2 separate regions of the Gossypium arboreum genome follow, and region 2 is linked to region 1. The links are chromatin contacts, called in public Hi-C maps. All regions are on one chromosome and are shown on one strand. The core of a region is the stretch at or near the end of the contact, and the rest is flanking DNA. Distances in the headings are between cores, read along the strand shown.

The links. Hi-C and Micro-C count contacts between places; a contact is called where the count stands out from the background.
Region 2: a Hi-C map of leaf shows a contact between it and region 1, with 5 times the contacts expected there. The contact joins the promoter of LOC108454569 here to the promoter of LOC108456889 in region 1. A contact is called at or near these places in 3 of 5 Hi-C or Micro-C datasets (all in leaf).

What each region holds. Positions count from the first base shown.
Region 1 is chr9:5,662,873-5,667,974 of ASM2569848v2, forward strand. LOC108456889 (ABC transporter B family member 19) reads left to right here and starts at 3,690. Exons shown (of 10, transcript XM_017755623.2): 1 at 3,690-4,304; 2 at 4,397-4,451; 3 at 4,761-4,936; 4 at 5,080-5,102. The coding sequence starts at 4,059.
Region 2 is chr9:5,868,772-5,873,511 of ASM2569848v2, forward strand. LOC108454569 (binding partner of ACD11 1-like) reads left to right here and starts at 2,512. Exons shown (of 5, transcript XM_017753071.2): 1 at 2,512-2,638; 2 at 3,652-3,776. The coding sequence starts at 3,661.

The sequences.
Region 1 (5,102 bases), core at 2,440-4,939:
TTAATAAAAGTAATCATTATTGGGAACATAAAACTTTTCACACATGAAAATGGTGTAGCAGACAACAGAGAATGAGAAACTAACTGTTGGAATAATTAGGAATTTCAATTAATTCTTATCGGGATTAAATTATAATTTTATCATTTTAAGAAGAAAAAAAGTAAAGTATTATCGGTTTTTTGTCGTTAAGATTAAGAGAGAGTATTTATTATCATTTTTTATTAAATTAATTTAATCAACCATAATTTTGGACTAAGTTATTAGGACTGTATAATTGAAAAATATTAAAATAAGTTAATTTTTTAGTCGGATCAATTTAAAATTTTAAAATTAATAATTGACTGAAATAATTAATAAAATTAAACTCAAAACTAAAAACCGCTCAACTCATCAATTTAGTTATTTTTTATTTGTCTTAATAAAAATTGCTCTTCCCTAATTAAAATAATTGAGCATTGCCATCTAAAAATTTTTATAATCGAATTGATTAAACCGTCAATTTTAATCGGTCAAATTAGTTTAACTAATTTGACTCCTTATTTTAAACCAATACAATGAATTCGGTTTTGAAAATAATATGGGCAATTCCCATAGTATAATTGAACGTGTATAGGAAGTACGAAAATAAATTCACTGTCATACGATTGACAGTTAAAATAACCATTCCACAAGTCAAGATTTTTAAAAAAATGGAATTTTGAAATTATTTTACCAATATTGGAATCCCTTTTACATAAAATAAATGTAAAAATAGTAATTTTGTTTCCTCGAAAAAGAAAAGAGATTGAATTTGGAATAATTTTAGAAAATAGGCAAAACAGAAGCATTATTGATACAAGAATGGACCTAGCAATTTATTATGAACATCCAATTTTATATATAAATAATCTTCAATGTATTGCTCAGAATTAATGATGGCTGACTTTATTGTGAACCGTTGGACTTTCAGCAAAACTATTGTTTTCCTTTGAATTTGCTTGTTCTGATGTTAAATATAATTTATTTATTTTAATTGTCTATAATTTAGGTTTTTTATGGAATATTATAAATTTATGAATCGAAATTCAACAGTTTTTATTTAGTTTTCGATATTAATTGTTAAATTAATTTAGAGTTAATGTATTTTTTACTTGTTGATGAGTATTAATTTATTATATCGATTGTTAAATCATTACTTAGAGCTTATTAACATAATTTAAAAAAATAATAATCTAATAATTTAAATAAAATGTTTAAAAATATATTTCAAACCCATGTTTGGATATTTATTTATATATTTTTTAGAAAAATATTTGAAATTTTATTAAATGGGTGCTAATAAGTTAGTTCCTTGAGAAGAGTTATTTTTATTTTTGTAAAAAAAAAACATAAAATTTTGAATTTAGGTCACTAGGTACATATAGTCACATGCATGCCACTTAGTATTCGAATTCCAACATTCCTAATTTACCGAATTTTAACACTAATAAAAATATAAAATTATGGGTAAAATATAATTCGAAAAATCATAAATTAGATTGGAAAAAATAAAGAGATGAGCCTTAATGCTAAAATCTAAGACTTGGGTCACAAAATCTAGTTGATAACACATTGAAATAAATACCCCAAGTAGCAAACAAACAAAATACCATAGGACAAAATGTACTGTTTTAAAAAAAACAAAATAATATATGTCTGAAAATCCTCAGAACCAAAAATATATACATAAAAAAGAAAGAGGCTGCCATTGACACATGCAAAATGTCAGTGAATGAAAGAGCTTCTCTGCAAATTTTACTCACAAAGTCTTCTTTTTTCAATGAAATTCAGAAATCACAAGACGAAAAGCTCTACACAGATAACCAGAAAAAAATGAAAAAAAAAAAAAAGGAAAAAGAGAAATAACAGTGATGATTATAGATTACATAATGTGTGTTTTTTTTTTTTTAAGAAAAGCAAAGGACCAATAAAATTCTTACAACTTTGTATGAATTGTTAAAAGTGTAAAATTTGTCTTAGATATCAAGTTTTGCTTAGTTTTTATTATATTAATATTATATTATTTTTAATGGTAAAATATATTCGTAATCATTTAATTATAAAAATTATAAAATAGTTATTAAATTATTTAATTTTATTTTTTGTCAATAATTGATTAACAGTGATATTTTTAAATTGATATAGTTGCAACTTTAACCCTCAGTATTTTATATTATATCAATTTAGTCTTAATTCTAAAAGATCTAACTCTTAATATTTACATATAGTGTAATTTAAATTTTCTTTTACAATTTTGCTTTTCTTTTGGCATTTTTACCTAAAAAGTTAAAAATAAAATTATCAACTAAATTTGATTGGAATATACAAAAAAAATGGAAACATCCAATAATTCAAAATAATAATTTTCATATTTTCTCGTTAATTTAAAATTAATCTTCAATATCATAAAAAATTAAAAGTGCAAAAAAAATGATATGCAAATGTTGAGAGTTAATTTTTTGAATCAATATTAAATTAATATAATTTATAATTACAGAGAGTTAAAGTTACTATCATACCAATTTGAAACTATTGCTCATAGCCAGTTAATGAGAAAAAACAAAATTAAATAATTAAATCACCATTATATATATATATTTAAAAATTGATCACATGACTTGATTTTATTAATTCCTAAAAAAATAAAATTTCTAGTATCATCAAACTTACTTCCATTTTTTTTTTTGGCAAAATGGCATCTTTTGCTACATTTATTGTTGACCAGATTTTGAATCCTCAATTATTATTTTGATTTAAATTCCTCAACATAGTTTGGCAATTTTTCTATTGAAATAGTAAAACCCAATGGTAATTTAAACTATTCGGGATTAAACTATTAATATCATATTAATTTTTTAATTTAATCAATTCAACATTAAATATCAATTTAAATACCTGTAAATTATATATTAAAACTATAATCAAATTGTAAATATGAGTGTACCAATTCAAAATCTCATAACATATATATTAAAATATATAATTAAATTTGCATAAATACCAGACTCAAATATGTATAGAACATGAAGAACTTGAATTTTATATGTTAAAAATAAAATAAAATAACTCAGATAGATTTTATTTGCATCTATTTTTGATTAATACATCAAATTCAAGTTTACAATTTGACTTGTCATTTCATATATGAATATATATCTAACATTTAAATTGACAATTACATCAATTATAACTGTCTTTATCTATTTTACGATCAAAATCTAATTTTATTCAGACCTATATGATATTGAGGTAAATATTTGTTCAAAAGTATCAATAAATGAGTTATATTAAGACTAAATATGAATTTAGAATATTAATATGAAAAAAATTACTTAATATCTTAATCTTAGAAGTTAGATTGAATTTCAGTCTTTCTATTGAAAAAAATGGACAAATTAGCTATTGTATGTTGGATAAAAAAGTAAATTGATCATTTCTGCTGTTAAAACCAATGTAGTTAACGGAATAATTAGATAATTACATATGGTACGTAATATCTATCTCGTGCTAACATGCAAAAACTAATTTTTAAAAATTAATTTATTCAATTTAACGGATAACGACTAATTTATTTATTTATTTTTGGATAAAACTTGATATTTGATGAAATTAAAACAAAATATTGATTTAAAAAATGCAATAGGTTTGACCAAGAGTCTAACACATGCATTCTCTACCCTTCTCACTACATAACTTTACAGTTTCTCTCTTTATATATACACTCATTCAAGCACTCTTTTTATGCTGCTTTGCCCTTTACTTTTCCTCTTTTTTTCCCCTTCTCTTCACCTTAGTTCTCGAACTCAAAAACGACATTGTCAGGTTTTCGAGACCTTGAAAAAGGGAAGAAAGATAAAGAAGCAAAAAAACAGTCTTTACTCTTTAGATCTCTTATTTCTTCTTTCACCCTTAAGAGATTTTCTTTCTTTCTTTCAATGGCTATTCTTCAACTCAGTTGCTTTTGAATCAAACTCAACTCAATTCATCCAACCTCTTCCTTTCTTCTTCTTTAGCTTTGTTCTTTTGAGTTTACAAAAAAAATGGCTGAACCAACTGAAACAAAAGCAGTCCCTGAAGCAGAAAAGAAGAAAGAACAAAGCTTGCCATTTTACCAACTTTTCACTTTTGCTGACAAATATGATTATTTGTTGATGATCACTGGTAGCTTAGGAGCTATCATCCATGGTTCTTCAATGCCTGTTTTCTTCTTATTATTTGGTGAAATGGTTAATGGCTTTGGCAAAAACCAATCTGATTTGCCCAAAATGACTCATGAAGTTGCCAAGGTTCACTTTTTTTTTTAAAGACCAAGAATTTTACCAACTTTTTTTAGATCTAAGATCTGTTAACTTTCTTTTTTTCTCCTTGTTTAATGCAGTATGCACTCTATTTTGTGTATCTTGGTCTTATTGTCTGCCTATCATCATATGCAGGTATATAATTTTTTTTCTTCCCTTTTTGTTTTAAATGTATGCAAATCTTTGATAGGAATGGATGCATCATGGTTCACAAGTGACTCGTGCAGTGTAGTAGCCCAGTTTAAACCAAAACGGACCGATGGGTGCGTGCCCACATGGTCTTAAAAGCCTGTCTCTTTGTCCTTTTGTTTTTCTTCACTTGTCAATCTTAACACCCTTTTACCAAAAACCCTCACTTTCAATTATATTTTAATATTCAACATTATCTTCTTCTATAGTCCCATCTCTTTCACTGTAACAAGTAATTTTTTTTCGATTTTACAGAGATTGCATGTTGGATGTACACTGGGGAAAGACAAGTAAGCACATTGAGAACGAAGTATTTGGAAGCTGTTTTGAAACAAGATGTTGGGTTCTTTGACACCGATGCAAGAACTGGGGATATTGTTTTTAGTGTTTCCACTGATACTCTACTTGTTCAAGATGCCATCAGTGAGAAGGTAGCTTCTATTTTTCTCTTTAATTGTTTCATTTGCTAATCTGGGTTTATTGGGGACAGTTTGGATGAAATAAGGTTTTTCTTTGAGAGTTTTAAGGATAGATCACATAGTTCATTAATGGTTTGTTTTGTCTGAAATTTTAGGTAGGGAACTTTATACATTATCT
Region 2 (4,740 bases), core at 1,262-3,761, 200 kb after region 1:
GTTTAAAATTTTACAATGACGTATCATGTAAAAATGTATGTTGAATTGTTGAATATAAGCTAATTGGAAAGACTTATTATGGACATATAACTTGTAGAATACCATATATATAAAAATGCGGAAGGATTTATGTTGCAATTTTCCCTCCACAAATGTCTTTTTTTCTTTCATTGCTACATGTCAATTTTTTTACACAATGCCCAAAACAATTGATAACCTCTCCCGAACCCTTAAATATAAGAGAGATAATAATCATAGTATAATTTCAGCTAAAGGGTCCATAAGCCCTTAAATTTCTTTTTTTTTTTAATAATGTTAATTGTGATTTTCAAATGTTTTGATATAATAAAATATTTCCTTCATCAAATTTTGTAAAACTTTATGTTAAACCTTTGAGAAGTTATTTTCAAGTGATTTTTAAACTTGGCTAAACACTTAAAAAAATTTGCAAGTACTAAAAGCTCCTAATAGCACTTTGTAAGTCAATAAGCTGTTGACTTTAGGGGATTGGACCCCCTAGCCTAAGTGTCGATACACATGGCTATGTATAGGGTCCCTCCTTATTGGGTCTAATATCTAGCAAACCAAGTAAATTTTTTGGGTATTTAGGGGTATTGAACCCCAAACGAGGAAGTGTCATACCCCAACATTATGGTACTAGGTCATGGGCTAAAGGTCTAACACCTAAAGCTCCAACGATCTTATTGTTTAAAGCAAGGTATCAATACCTAAAGTCATGATATCATAACATAAGCCTTTATAGCTACATTTAATGCTCGAGTAAATGTCTTCAACGGCTCAATTTTTTCTCTAACTGCTCCAAACGACTAGATTTCATTGAAAATGTATAAATAGAGTTTAAGAACATCAAGAAGCAGACAAGAAACAAGTTTACAAAGTTCATTGTGCAAAAATCTAATCTTTTATTTGTAATTCTCATCTTACGTACCCTTGTACACACTTGAGGTTTCATTCTCTTTCATTATTTTAAATGTTTTAATTTATTTGAGTAAGCTTGAATAATTGTATATCAACCTTTAAGAGGTATTCCTTGTTTCAATTTCATTTCTCAAATTAGTGAGAGGTTACTTGAAGTTCTGGGTAGACAACCTTAAAAAGGAAGTGACTTTATCTTATCTACTTAAAAGATAGTGTTATAAAGGTTAAGCATTATCCTTAAAAGGCTTGAAATTAGTGGACTTAGGAAATTTTTAATTGTAAAAAGTTAAGCTATTAGAGGTAGACAATTGGAGTCGAACTGCTCTAAATCATTGTGTCAATTTTTATTTGTCATCTTTCCCCAGATTTTTAATTACCAATTCAACTCTCCTCTTAGTGCATTTGTGCTTTATAATTAGTTAAGCTCCTCAAAAAAAAAAGGACCTAATTAAGCTCTTAGATATTAAAAATCCATTAATTAAGCTCTTTCACCAATGATTTTTGCCATTGACTATAAAGGAAAAAAAATGTATGGGCCAAATAGATAAAAATTAAAAATTTTAGAGCTAAATTTTTTGTTATGACTAATTTTAAAATAGAGCTAACGTATACTATTCTTAAAATATTACCATTGGTAAAGATATGATTATCTGAATTTTTTATGTAAAAGGAAATTCTAAAAAAGTTAGTGGTAAGAAAGGGAAATAGAGAAAAATGTAGGGGCTTTAGGTTAAATTTGACATTTGAGATGTACTGGCATCAGTTGCGGGCCCAAACTAGATTCCCGGCCAATGGAGTAGCGGAAATCCGGCAACGTGGCTTAAATGGTCATTTTACTCAACCAATTACGGTAGAGATCATTAACGCTCCTTTATAAAGGAAATGATTTCACGCGCCATTTAAAGAAATAAAATAGTTATTAGCTTAAAGTCATATATAATAATAATAAATATATAAATATAGATTTATAAATTTCATTCAAACACGTATTTCCTACAAATTTCTTTTGCTCTAAAGAAGGAAAAAAAAAGTCATTTACAAAATATTATACTCATCAAAAATTTTATGTTAATATTTATTTTCCAATAAATTATGCATGATTAATATATCAAATAAACACATCATTGAAAATGAATGTAAATTTTGTATAAAAATAGAAAATGTATGTATTTTCAATTTTAATTTTTTAAAATTTGAGTTCTTGAATGTGTATTAACTTGTATATTATTGTATATTAAATATAAATAGTAAAAATATTACAAAGATCCTTGTACTAGTATCACGAGGTTTGACACTAGGATTTAGATTGTATTTTATTATCTCTACTTTAAAAATAAACAAATTAATTTTTATACATTAAATTAAAGAATAAATTGATAATTTTTATAATTATATGTCAAAATAAGATACAGTTACACCACGTGTAGCTATCTAATTTTTCTATCGGTCACAAAAGTTTTTAACAAATAAGGTGTAAAGATAAATTTACTTTTTTTTTTTAGTAAAAGTTAAAATATGCAAACAAAATTTCTTTGTTGAAATGCACGCTCCATTAGTGAGAGTGGGGTTTTATAGCCATCTGGAAAGATCAGCGTGCCAGTGTTTATGTTGGTTAGTTGTCTCTATCTCTCTTTCCCCTTCTTTCCCATGCTTAAGCTCTTAATCATCGGATTCTTCATCATCAACAACTAAAAAACAGGTATGTAAATGTATCATAATTTTTATAAAGCTTCAATCTTTTCTCAATTTTCCTTCTTTTCTAGCAAATTCAGTGATACCCAGTTCTTTTTTTCGCCTTATTTGATCAGTTTTTCCTTTACTTTCTTGAATGCATTAAGGGTTTTAATGAATTCAGTTTTCCTTTTTTTTTACTTTCTCAGGTTTTCACTAAGTTTAACTTCTTTCAAGAATCTCAATGAATACATGCTTGCCAAATAATTAGTGTCAAGCTGACCTTTAATTGATATTTGGTGGACAAAGTTGGTTCTATCACTCATTAATTGCCCCCATTGTTGATAACCCATGATATTTTTTTCTTTCATCAAGCGTAAAGGAAGCTTGAAAATGGAATTTTTTTTTTTTATAGTTAGGTATTTATCAGTATTCTTTATTGTAGGTTGAACCCTTTTTTGAACTTTAGCCAAAAGTTCGATAATCTTGCTTAAAGTTTACATTGTTTACAATGAAAGCCAATTTAAAGTTTTCACTTTGTAGGATTATATGGGCTATGGCTGTCCCTAAAACTCATCCCCTTTATTACTTTTGACTTGAACTAAGATTTATTGGGGTGTATTCAAGCAGATCTTGGAGTCGGTTAAGGCATCTTGCTTGGGATTACTGAGTTTGGTAAAATAGCTTTGGCATCTTTAATTATGTTAATGTTGAAATAAGGCTAATCAATGCTAGAAAATCAGCAACCATATTAGTATTTTTCATTTTATTTTAGAAGAACCCATGAATTTTTGGTTTTCATTTTATACCAAGGAAACGATCTATCGATGAGAGAGCTTGGCTGTTAGGACCACTGAGAACTGTTTACCTCAAAATCATCCATAAGTATCCTTGTACCTTGGGATTGCTGTGGTTTCGGAATTATAAAGTATTGAATGAACGATGATGATATCTGCATTATCAAGCTACTTCTATGTGTGCTTCTAAAATTTTATTTAAATACCTTTAAATAGGTTCTTTTTTGGCTGATTTTTATCTCAGTTTAAGACAATGTACCCTGGAGGTTACACGGCTGAAATTACGAGCTTATCTCCAAAAGCTACCGAGAAGGATCTCTGTGACTTTTTCGCATACTGTGGTGCAATTGAGCATATTGAAATTATCAGGTATATGTTGCTTCTCTGTTTCTGGTTTTGGACTAAACCCCAAAAATCACTCTCTATGATGGTGTATGTTCATGATTTTTTTCATATTTGTTGTGCATTTGCAAATTTTTTGTCGAGGGGGGAAAAGAGTCAAAAGCTACAAAATCTTTTGCTTGAAATGATTTCTTGTTAGATAATTGGTAATCTCAATCTCCTGTTTTTGTGGAAAATCAATGTTTTTGAGCAGAATTTCTCTCATCCGTACAAATGTACTTAGCAGCAAGTTCCTTTATGGTGACAAGTTTCTTGAATCAAGGAAGATTTTACGTTCAAGTTGTTTAATTTTACTTATTGTTTTCAACTCCTTTAGGAAAAATGTCAAAAGCGAGGGCTCTTTTTGTCTGAAATGCTTTCTTGTTTGGTACTTGATATTTCTGATCTTATTAATGAATCTGCACGGTTATACGAATATGATTCTTAATTCTGTACGAATTTACTGCAAGTTCTATTTTTCCTTGCTTGTGACATATTTCTTGAGCTAATGAGTGTTTACAAATTTACTGGTTCTTTGAGGACTAAAAGAAAAAGACAAAAGCTAAGAAGTCTTTTGTCTGAAATGATTTCTTGTTTCTTGTTTGTTTATGGAAAATCAATGTTTTTTTTTATGATCAAGCTGTTTAATTTTACTTATTGTACTTATTTTAGGAAAAGTCAGAAGCAAGAGTTCTTTTGTGTGAAATGCTTTATTATGAGATACTTGGTATCTCCAATCTGATTAAATGCGGACATAAGTCTCTTTAACAGCATCTGCTTAGATACATGCATCTGATTCCGGTAAAAGTATCATAGGGGCTTTTGTATTAGGAGTTGGATTGCATTTTGCCCCCTCTACTAAAAAAATTAGGCAAATTAGTCCCTGTATGTTAGATCAAAGAACAAATTGATCATTCTGTTAAAAATTCCATCTATTTCTATTGTTAAAAAC